2 separate regions of the Gossypium hirsutum genome follow, and region 2 is linked to region 1. A link is a contact called in public Hi-C data. All regions are on one chromosome and are shown on one strand. Each heading gives the region's core, a stretch centred on a gene start, on an enhancer-like site or on the middle of the called end of the contact. The rest is flanking DNA. Distances are from core to core; before and after follow the strand shown.

Region 1 (5,313 bases), core at 2,723-5,222:
AGTTAAATGTGATATTATAGATCAAGAAAAACGATGTTCGGAATTAGAACGGGGAAAAACGAGTATTTGACGGTTAGGTCATTTTCGCCATTTTTATGCCTAGGTAGTCCGTATGTAAATAATGCATTGTTTTAATTATGTTTTAAATGCTTTATTATTGTATGAATTGTGATTGACCATTGAACGTATTCGACAAAGTTTTGACAAGTGTAAAATCCCGGTTGAACCTTAGGAATAGATAAGATACAAATGTCATGACATTAGGGCTAATGAGATTAGATGTAATACCATATCTGGGATATGGCATCAATATGAGACTACGTGCAAGACCATATCTAGCATATGGCATCGATATGAGATTTCGTGTAAGACCATAGTTGGGCTATTGGCAACGATACGAGATTACATGTAAGACCATATATGGGATATGACATTGGTACGGTACTGTGTGTGCAAGATTCCTGAGTATCCTTTAGTTTTCCAAGTGGTTTAACGGGTAATTTAATGGGTATGTCGAAAAAGAGAAAAAGCTTGTAAGTATTATGAATTTGTACAAGTATGTACATAAAGTTTATAAGCATTGACTTCATGATATTGTGAGTTCATGGTTTCTATAAGAATGTTTTTGCGAAAGCCTTGTGATTATTGATCTATACTTGTGATGTAGAAAATATATGGTAAATTCAGTTGGCGATCATGTAGCTTTCAGGCCAAATTAAGTTATGATCTAATATGTTTGATTTACATAAATTGTGATTTATCGAATATGAGAAAAAGGCTAATGTTGGTTATAAGTATATTTATGTTAATGTCATTTTTTAATGTGGGAATCTTGCATAATTTGATGTGGAGAGGTTAATGTTTTAAGCATGATTAATAATGGTATGAGAATGATATCTTGTTGTCTTGGTTGTGATTGTTTGGTTGCTCTTACATGCTTGAATGTGTGCCATGTAATGTTGTGTAGATGTGAGCAAGTGAGGGTGGCAAAATGGCTTGGTAAATAGTCTTGTTTTTGTCCACACGGGTAGACATACAAGCGTGTGTCTAGGCCATGTGTGACACATGGTCAGCCCCATGGGCATGTGATCCAGCTGTGTGTCTTCTACACCTAAATTGTTACAAAACAGAATGCTCAGTATCGAGCACATGGCCTAAGCACACGGGCGTGTGTCTTGGCCGTGTAACTTCAATTTGTTCTTGGATGACAAACAGAGAGTTAGGGACACGGGCGTGTATAACCACACGGCCTGCCCACACAGGCGTGTGACCCTTGTTTAGGCAAAAATTTTCTAAGTGTTGCAAAATTTTCTAAATTTCTCAGTTTAGTCCCAAACCACCTCCAATGCATGTTTTGGGCATCGTAGACTCGTAATAGGGACTTTATGATTAATTGTAAAAAATTTTAATTTGTAAAAAAATTTATGGCTCGAAAATATATGTATGCTTGTGTTTAAGTCCAATAATGCCTCGTACTCTGTTCCGGTCGAACACAGGTAAGGGGTGTTACAAAAAAAATTTGGTCCGATTATAGAGGTCCGCCAAGGAAATGTACGTCCTAAGCATCCTTAGGCGGAAAGTTAGGATAGTTACCATATAGGTTTTCAAACACTCTATATGTGGGGTGTAAACAAGAAAGGAAAAAACAATAAGTAAGGATAGGACCCACCAATATGGCGAGGTACCTGGATTATGGTCAAGAGAAGAGTTTGACCAGAGGAAGGTCTCATAGTGAGCCGAGTAGCTCGAAGGATCGGGTGGAGTCACCACATTGATAAAGAACATCCGCCTTGAACAAGCAATGGTTTAATTTATGTTTAGTTTATTTTACATTTGCTACCTTCATACGATAGGGTTAATTTCTGGTACAACGAAGGAACTCACTAAGTTCATTTGAACTTACAAGTGGTTGGCATATGTTCGTAGGATTTGCAAAGTTGATCAAGGACTCAGAGGAGGGACCAAGCCAGATGGAATAGAGATCAAGGATCGCCAATGGATCAAGTTATGCACACAGGAAAGGGAGTACAGATGGAGGCTTCACCTCTAGATTTATTATGGTGTAACCAAATGACATCCTTAGGGTCTAGAATACGAATCAATTAGCCCTTAGCCAAATCTAAGGAATTATTTTGTAAACCAATGATCTGTATAGGCGCAGAAACCTCAAGAAACCAAGTTTTGAGTAAACTCGAGGCTTTTACTATAAGAAGTATTATTATTTTATTACTAGATTATTTGTGTTAGTCTACTTTATAACAGTTAAGTTAGTAAATTAAGTATAGGTCCATTTGTGACCCTCCGTACTCGGATCCGACAAATGGGTTGGGTTGGGGTGTTACAGAGGCAAAGGTATAAAAAACTTACACTCGAAACTTAGGATAGGTGTTTAGGCTAACCTAAGCTTCGGATTAACTCAATGAATCATGCGAACAAGCAATGGCTCCAAAACACTTACTGAATCAACTTTCATTTGCTCGTCGAAAGCTTAAACAAGCTTCGCCTTACTCGTAGAGGGCTCTGTTGGATTTGAAACTTTACAAACACATTAAACATAACACAATATGATCATTAACAACCACAAACACATCAAAAACTTAACAAAAATGCAGGTCCAGACTACCTTCTCATAAGCCGAAAATTTAACTAAATTTATTGAAATCTTAGATATCTTGATCAATACTTGTTCCCATTGCTTAAACCTGATTCTAATAATCTTCATAATCATTTTAGAATAGATCCTAACCACTTAGAACACTTAAAATCTCAGATTAAGTTTTCTGGAAAATCATCACATATGAACATTTAAGAGGGAAAACCATCAAATCTTTAAAATCTCGTAACGATTTGCTAAAATAAGATTATAAATCTCTTAATCATATCAAAATAAGATGGAAATCATTTAGAAATTAAAGTTTAGCTTGGAAATACTAATTTCACCATTTTAGATCTCAATTTCGACTTAAATCTTTAGATCCATAGAAATCTCATTTTAAATGATCAAATCTTGATTTGAAAAAGCAACATGCATGGAAGTATAGTCAAGAAACAGAATCTCACCTTGATTGGAAAAGAAAAATGAACTAGAAAAGAATGAGAGAATTGGTGAAGATTTTGAGAGTTTTCTCGAAAATTGAGAGGAAATTTTGTTTTTGGCAGAAGAGAAAATCAAGGAGGTTAGTTGTTTTGGAGAGAAAATGTGCAGATTTTTGTTTGGCAAATTTTTAAAATGGAGAGAATGACGGAAGAAAAAGGTGAGTTGGTTTTATAGTCATGGGAACAAAACTGATTTTCAAATCTTTGGTATAATTTTTTTTGGGCAACTCTTAAATTTGACATTTTTTACAAATTAACCCTCTTTTAATTAAATTTTTTTTTCTTAATTATTCTTAAATCCAAACTTATTTTTGAAAACTGTTTTAAGGAAAAATTATTTCTGATCACTTAATCCCAAATTACCGAACCTAATCTTAGACCACAATTTTTGAAATTAGTTTTGAGATCCAATTTGGACACCTGGTCCACTAACCTGAATCTACTAGATCGAATGTGACAAATTTTGCTCATGCTATTCGACACTTACAACCAAACTCGACATTTGTAATATCAAGATACCCTAAAAATATATTTAAGAATAACTTTTGGAAAAAAACCTATATGGATAAATGACAAAAAAAATCACAATATCAAAGTTAAAAAATAATAACCTTATAGATAATGTTATTTGAATCAGACCGAACCAATCGGTTTGAAAAATGATTTTGAACCAATTAGATTAGGAATTAATACGAACCAGTTGAATCGATTAAAAATCCGATGGATTTGAATCGGTTAAACTGACGATTGAACCAAAATTTTTAATCTTTTTAATAATATTTTAATCAGACAAATAAATTAGTGGCTTGACTAGTTCGACCATCGATCCGGTTAAAAAAACATTACTTATAGATATATTGTTATTGTTTATATTTGTACCTTTGCATTTATGGAATTTCTACAACATACAGAGCTGTTTTAGATGAAGTTCCCGTCTGTGTTTACTTGGCATGCGTAACTGCACATGTGGATTTGATTGCATGAATAATGCAGCAAGGAGTGCAAAATTTTCCATCAGTGGCCTAAAGTTTAAGAATTTATTTCTCCAGAATATCTTTTAGTAAAAAAAGAAAAAAGAATGAAAGGCAGAGAGAGCGATCTGAAATCGTTACCCACAAGCAATGGTGGAGATATAAGGGATGTTGGAATCTAACGGTCAGCTCACACTATTTGTCCCTTTGTGTAGACGAGAAGATCAAAGAGAGTTGGTGGCTATTATACTTTGCCTAACTCTACATTTATCAAACAAAGAGGGGTCCCTTCACTATCCTCACCCTCTCAATCAACAATGGCCTCTACTTCATCTGTCAACCTATCTCAAGCCCTCCTCTCTCGCGCTATCTCTTCCCATGCCTCCGCCCAATCCTCCGACCACCGCCCCTCCCTCTCCACTCTCTCTTTTCCCGGTTTCTCTGGCCTCAAATCTTCTATCCCTCGCGCTTCCTCTTCCCGTCGACGCCTTCCCTCCCGCTCCAACCACAAGCGCCAGGTCCGTGCTGCTGCCGTCGAAACAATTGGCACCGCCGCCGAGACTTCCTTGGTCGAGAAATCCGTCAACACCATCAGATTCTTGTCTATTGATGCGGTCGAGAAGGCGAATTCAGGTCATCCTGGGTTGCCCATGGGCTGTGCTCCCATGGGTCACATTTTGTACGATGAAGTCATGAGGTATAACCCCAAGAACCCTTACTGGTTCAACCGTGACCGTTTCATTCTGTCCGCTGGTCATGGTTGTATGTTGCAGTATGCTCTGCTTCACCTCGCTGGTTACGACAGTGTCCTGGCAAGCTTCTTTCATATTCTCTCTTTCCTTTTAAGTAATTTCTATTTTGAGAGCTTTGGTTTTTTGGGAAATGATCAAAATTCATAATCATGGATTATCCTTTAGGAAGAAGATTTGAAGAGTTTCCGTCAGTGGGGAAGCAGAACCCCTGGACATCCCGAGAACTTTGAAACACCAGGAGTTGAAGTCACAACTGGTTAGTAAGACTCCTCTGCTGAAGTGATCGTAATTTTTTTGATAATATCATACTAAACATAAAGCAAATATATGTATTTAAATGTGGCTTTTTTTTTCCCCAGGGCCTCTTGGTCAGGGTATTGCAAATGCTGTTGGATTGGCTCTTGCTGAGAAACACTTGGCTGCTAGATTCAACAAGCCAGACAATGAGATTGTTGATCACTACACGTATGATGATTACTTTCTAGGTCCCTCTT
Region 2 (5,477 bases), core at 1,961-4,460, 770 kb before region 1:
AAGAAAAACTTGTATTTACATAAAAAAAAGAGATGAAATGAGCCAAAAATAATGAAAAAAAAAGAATCCAAAATAATTTGTAAAAAAAAAAATATATTTTTTCATTTATACATAATTGGTTGGACCTGAATTAGTTGATTCGGTCCGGTTATGGCAATATTAAAGCTGAGAGAAAAGGAAAAGGAATACCCAAACCATTGTATTTTGATAAAAGGAAATGAAAGAGAAACAAATAACGTTGAAATTGAAAGATAAAGCTAGGATTGAGTTTTGAGCATTTGAAGTACTTTTATGACATATAAGGCTAATGTCTGAGAAGTAAATATTCATCAGCATCAAAGCCTTCATCTTCATAAGAGTTCTTCGTAGATAAAGATGACATGTTAGCTAGGCTCTTCACAACATCAAAATGCATCCCCATAGTTACTAACATAAGCTACGAAACCCAATGTTTTCAACAGTACACATCTTAACAAATAAGGAAATTAACCTACACAAAAGTAGAAGAGAGAAGGACAACGAAACTCTAGCAGTAGTTTGGACTTGTTTGGTAAGGGGTAACACCCACGTTGTTTGGAGCAAAGAACCCATCTTTCATCACCATCTCCTCTCCTTCCTATATGCACAAAAGTTGAAAGAAAGAAAAAAGCGATTAATGTCCAAACTCCAAAGCAATTCTAACAAAATTTAAAAGAAAAAAAAAACCAAGTAGTTTTACTAGTTTTTGGAGCTTAGGGTTTAATGTACCTGTTGGTGCACGTTAGTTTTCTTCACGGGTTGATCAGGCATAAGTCCGAAATGTATGTGAGGGAAGTGGGCCCACTGAAAATATGAATTTCTTTTCCATACGTTAGTAAAAAATATAGAAAACAAAATTTGTTTAATATACATCAATAGTAGACAGTCACTAAACCCTAACTTTTTATTTTCCCCTTTTTATGCCCATAGCAAAATCACAGCCTATATTGTCAAGGAAAGAAATACTGTTAAAGAGAGGAAAGGAAAGGTGTGTAATAAGAAAGGGATGGAATCTAGGGATCTCACATTCTTGGCAGCGGCACTGAAGGCCTCTCTATGACTAATATCAGGGTTTCCAGCTTTGATGCGTTGGATTTCGTCCCTGCAGAGAGATTTGATTTGATAGATGTCAAGATCATCCTGTCCATCATTGTTCTCATTTCAAATCCATTTTTGATTTTGTAAATATGGAAAGAAGGACAAACAAAGGTAAGGTAAATAATTTATGCATGGGATTAATCACACTTTACTTGATGAAGCGGTTGTAGGCAGATGGGACTCGCTGTCTCTTCTCCGGAGCTGCGCATTATAAAAAACAGACAGAGCACAGACAAACAAAGAGACACATGCATTAAAATCACCTCACTGACTTTTTTTGGTAACATTTTGTCTTTCATTATCTCCCTCTCTCTCTCTCTTCATCATCACCTCATCATCACCATTTTCTCTCAACAGGTACAGATCTATCTTTTGCATGGATTCTTCTTTTCATCATATTTTTTACTTTTAGTTAGCGAAATCTTGAACGCTAGGGTTTGATAGTAACTAGTAAGGTTGCCATTTTATCACCAAAAAGAAGGAAAAAAAAAAGACGGGGCTTTTATGCTATAAAAGAAAACGAAAAAATTGGAGAAAATGAAGTTTGTGAAGATTTTTGTCTGGAAAGCAATAAAAAAGAGAAGACTTTCAAATTTAAAGTAACAAAAATAAGAAGAATAATAATGATCATTCATAGGCAAAGGACTTCTCTGTAACTGCTGCCAAATAGGGATGAAATAGCTAAAAGATTAAATTAAATATCGTTTAAAAATAAGGTGGTCTTAAAAGAAACCCCACCCCCCCAAAAAAAAAAGAAAAAAAAAAGAGAAGAAAGCATTTGAAATATAGGGACGTAGGGTTGTAAAGCATAGGGGTCTTGACGTTTTTATTTGGAATTGGAAAAGGAGCTTTCGCATAGTGAAAACGTTACTTTGACTTCTCAAGAAATAGACCCCCAGATAGATTTGTGTGGCTAAGCTTCTAAATTTCTAGCTACTGAAAAGGGAGATTTGAAGAATAAAAATAAAAAGCAATGATTAAATGTTGAAGAATCTCACGTCTATTGACCACCGGAGGTTTGGGAATATCTTCAGCACCTCCATGAATAGGAGGCATAAGAGAGTTATTTGGGTTTGGCTGATTGATTACCATATTTGTTGTTGCACTACTTCGGATCTCCTCCTGCCACATTGTAAAATTGTAAATAAATTGTAACCCAACTTTTGGACTAAAATTTAACTAGAAACTAAGAGTACGTGAAAAATTAAATAGGGAAGCAAGTTTAGACGGTTAATCAAGTTTGTTGATTTGAAACCCTAATTTCTCGAGAAAGAAAATACATGCATACCAGGAGATTGTGAGGAGTGAAGAAAGAATGACCAACGTGATGCTGATTAGTTGTAGGAAGAAGGAGACCAAGCATGTTGACAGACAAAAGATTGGTGCAGTGACCGCATCGAACCGTAACAGTCTTGAACAAGCTAGTGCGAGGAACACTCACCTGAGAAAATGAGAAACGATACAAAATACAAGAAGGAACATAATTGTAAAAAACAACAACAACTACTAAAACATGTATAAAAGCCAAAAAAAAGGGACTTTGGAGGAGTAATATGAAGCAGAATGGGAACGAAAAGAAAAGAGAGAAAGGGACAGGAAATGATACAGCGAGAACAGTGTCACAGAAGTTGCAATGGACGTAACAGAGCTGATCGGAGGGAGAGACGTGGTCCGGTGAAAAAGCAGCTGATGAGGAAGACATCCTTCTTTTTCTTTTCCTTTGTTATTATTATTATTATTTGATATGAAGCTTTGGATCTGATTGATTGATAGATTGACTGATCAGTAGATATTGATAGGTTTCTCACAACTTGATCTGATCCTCTTGGATGTTGAGTTATGCTAAGGTAGAGATACAAAGAAAGGATTGAGGAAAAGATAGAAAGAGGGATACTACTAATATACTAGGAGATGTAACAGAGGCAGAAAGTGATTTCAAATATTGCTCATTTGTACATGGTTGTAGTTTCAATGGCAATTTGTACAGGTTATGGATGTCTCTTAAACAGGCCTGAGGCCCCGGTTGAAACCGAAAAAAAAAGAGGAAATAATAATAAACGGCTTTAGGTTTAAAGGCAAAAGAAAAATGAATGGTTGGCATTCCCAATGGATGTGTGCTTGTATTAGAGAGAGAGAGAGAGAGAGAGTAGAAGTAAGAAAGGGACGTGTGCATGCATGGTAGTGAATAGCTTTGGCTCATTCACCTGTTGTTTTCACAGTTAAGATTAAAAAGAGGGGGCTCGGTGAACCCTTTTCTCGGTTCTCTACAATTCCATGGCTGCCTTAACCGGGCAACATATATCAATTTTTTTATTTATAAAAAAAACCTCCTTTTCTAAAATTATTTTTTTAACTCAGCACTTGAGAAAAAATCAATATGAGAAGTATATAATTGATTGTTACCTAAAAAAAAAGTATATAAATAATATTTTTAAAAGAAACAATTTATATGATTTGTAAATTTTTAAACTATTTTTTTAACTTATTTTAAAACTTCTTTATAGTAAGGTAGAGGGCAATGGTCTCGCTCCCCCCAATGGTATAATTACTACTAAATTCTTTGAAAAGTTATAAAATTATAAATTAATATAATTGTAAAATTATTTTTGACTCTTCAAAAATTTATAATTCAAATCTAATTCCCTAAAATTTTATTTTCTCCTTTCCATCTCCAAATGAAGAGGTAAAAATGCTATCATTTCAAGAATCAAAAGATTTTTTTATACATATATATTAATGACAAATGTAAACATAATAATTTAATTGATATATATATTGTTGATACAAGATACAAAGAAAGAGGATAAGAAGGGGTAAGAATGAGATCAAGTGGTGCTATGGAGGTTGGATCACCTGTAAAGGCCGAGAGTTGGGACAAGGACAATAGTACAAGGTGATTGAGAGGATAAATGTTGAGAGTAACTTTAGGGTGCTGAAAAGTCGATCCCCTGTTCTTAGTTCTCCAAGGTATTTATAGGAAAGGCTCTCTTGTCCATTGGTATGATATTGGCTAGATAAATATTTAATCCCATTAATTGCAAAACAGATAATCATAGGCACATGTTATGGGATTCTATTAGCATGAGGTAGTCAAGCCTAAATAGACTCCTTATTGTCTTGGAAGAGTGTTCAAATTAGGATAGCATTCTCTTTAAGCTTGAATGGTAGGTTTCGTTTGAAGTGGGATGGTGGGTCATGCTTAGGAAGCCAATGCATAGTCAACAACATATCTTGGGTTGACATGTGTCCTCTTGGTAAAAGGTATATACTAATAGCCCCCTAGTCGAGCGGGAGGTAATAAAGTGGCCTTCCGCGAGACATGCTTCGAGGCTCCCTTAAAGGTTTATCTAGTTGGAGAAGATGAAACATCATCAAACAATTGTCATACATGCGACATTCTTTTGGGAGTAGTTGTAACAACCCAAATTTCTGTGGGATCGAAAAATGTGGTTTCGAAATTGATATCCTAGTTCGTAAATATTATTATTTAATATTTACGAGTATAATTTAGTAATACATTGAACTATGGTTTAGCAACTTTTCTAATTGGAAAGCTACTTAAAGTACTAGTGTATCAACCTTAAACTTAGTGGTTTTGGAAAATGAGGTATTGGGACCTCTTTTTTCATAAATTGAGGTTGTAAATATTTACAGAGTCATTGTATAAGTAGATTACATTTTTGATAAGTAATTTTTCTGATTTAGTGATTAATTAAGGTAGAAGGACTAAATCGTAAAAATTATAAAATTTTATCGTTATAGATTTTTATTAGTTAAAAGGCATAATTGGTAATCATTTAAGGACCAAAGTGGCAATTGGACCCCATCTAGAATTGGGGTGGACGGTTATGTAGTGTTTTATGGGAAAAATGTTTAAAAAATATTATAATTAAATTAATATAAGTTTTTAAAGCATAAAAATGATAAAATCAAAGTCATCATCTTTATATTTCTACCATTACCATTTCTTCAAAAAAAGGAAAGCTTGGGAAGCCGTGGCTGAAGATTCATATTCGGCCAAACTTGTGTTCTTTGCATGGTAAGCTAATTCAATCATGTTTTTTGTAAATTTTATATTTTTGAGATTGTTGTAACTTGATTTAGCTAACCTGTGTATCCGTTTTCACAATTTTTAAAGTTTTAAAATGTTGCCATTGATGAATTTTTATAAAATGAAATTTGTTAGTTTTTAGTTTAGGGACTAAAATGTAATTATTTTGATATTGTCATGGACTTTCTATAATTATAGATTTAGAGAGTTATAAAAGGATAAAATTGAAAACGAATTGAAAAACAAAGCTTAAATGTGAAAGTTATGATTGTTTCAGTTTTATGGGCTAAATTAAATAAAATGTAAAATT

Evidence for each region. Hi-C and Micro-C count contacts between places; a contact is called where the count stands out from the background.
Region 2: a Hi-C map of leaf shows a contact between it and region 1, with 1.7 times the contacts expected there. The contact joins the promoter of LOC107934031 here to the promoter of LOC107952895 in region 1. A contact is called at or near these places in 3 of 34 Hi-C or Micro-C datasets (all in leaf).

Annotation. Positions count from the first base shown.
Region 1 is chrA07:35,374,695-35,380,007 of Gossypium_hirsutum_v2.1, reverse strand. It overlaps LOC107952895 (transketolase, chloroplastic), which reads left to right and starts at 3,972. Exons shown (of 7, transcript XM_016888097.2): 1 at 3,972-4,879; 2 at 4,985-5,075; 3 at 5,179-5,284. The coding sequence starts at 4,385.
Region 2 is chrA07:36,140,256-36,145,732 of Gossypium_hirsutum_v2.1, reverse strand. It overlaps LOC107934031 (axial regulator YABBY 1), which reads right to left and starts at 3,210. Exons shown (of 7, transcript XM_016866365.2): 1 at 2,723-3,210; 2 at 2,405-2,557; 3 at 2,115-2,238; 4 at 1,269-1,317; 5 at 1,045-1,120; 6 at 748-822; 7 at 239-616. The coding sequence starts at 2,818. The coding sequence ends at 527.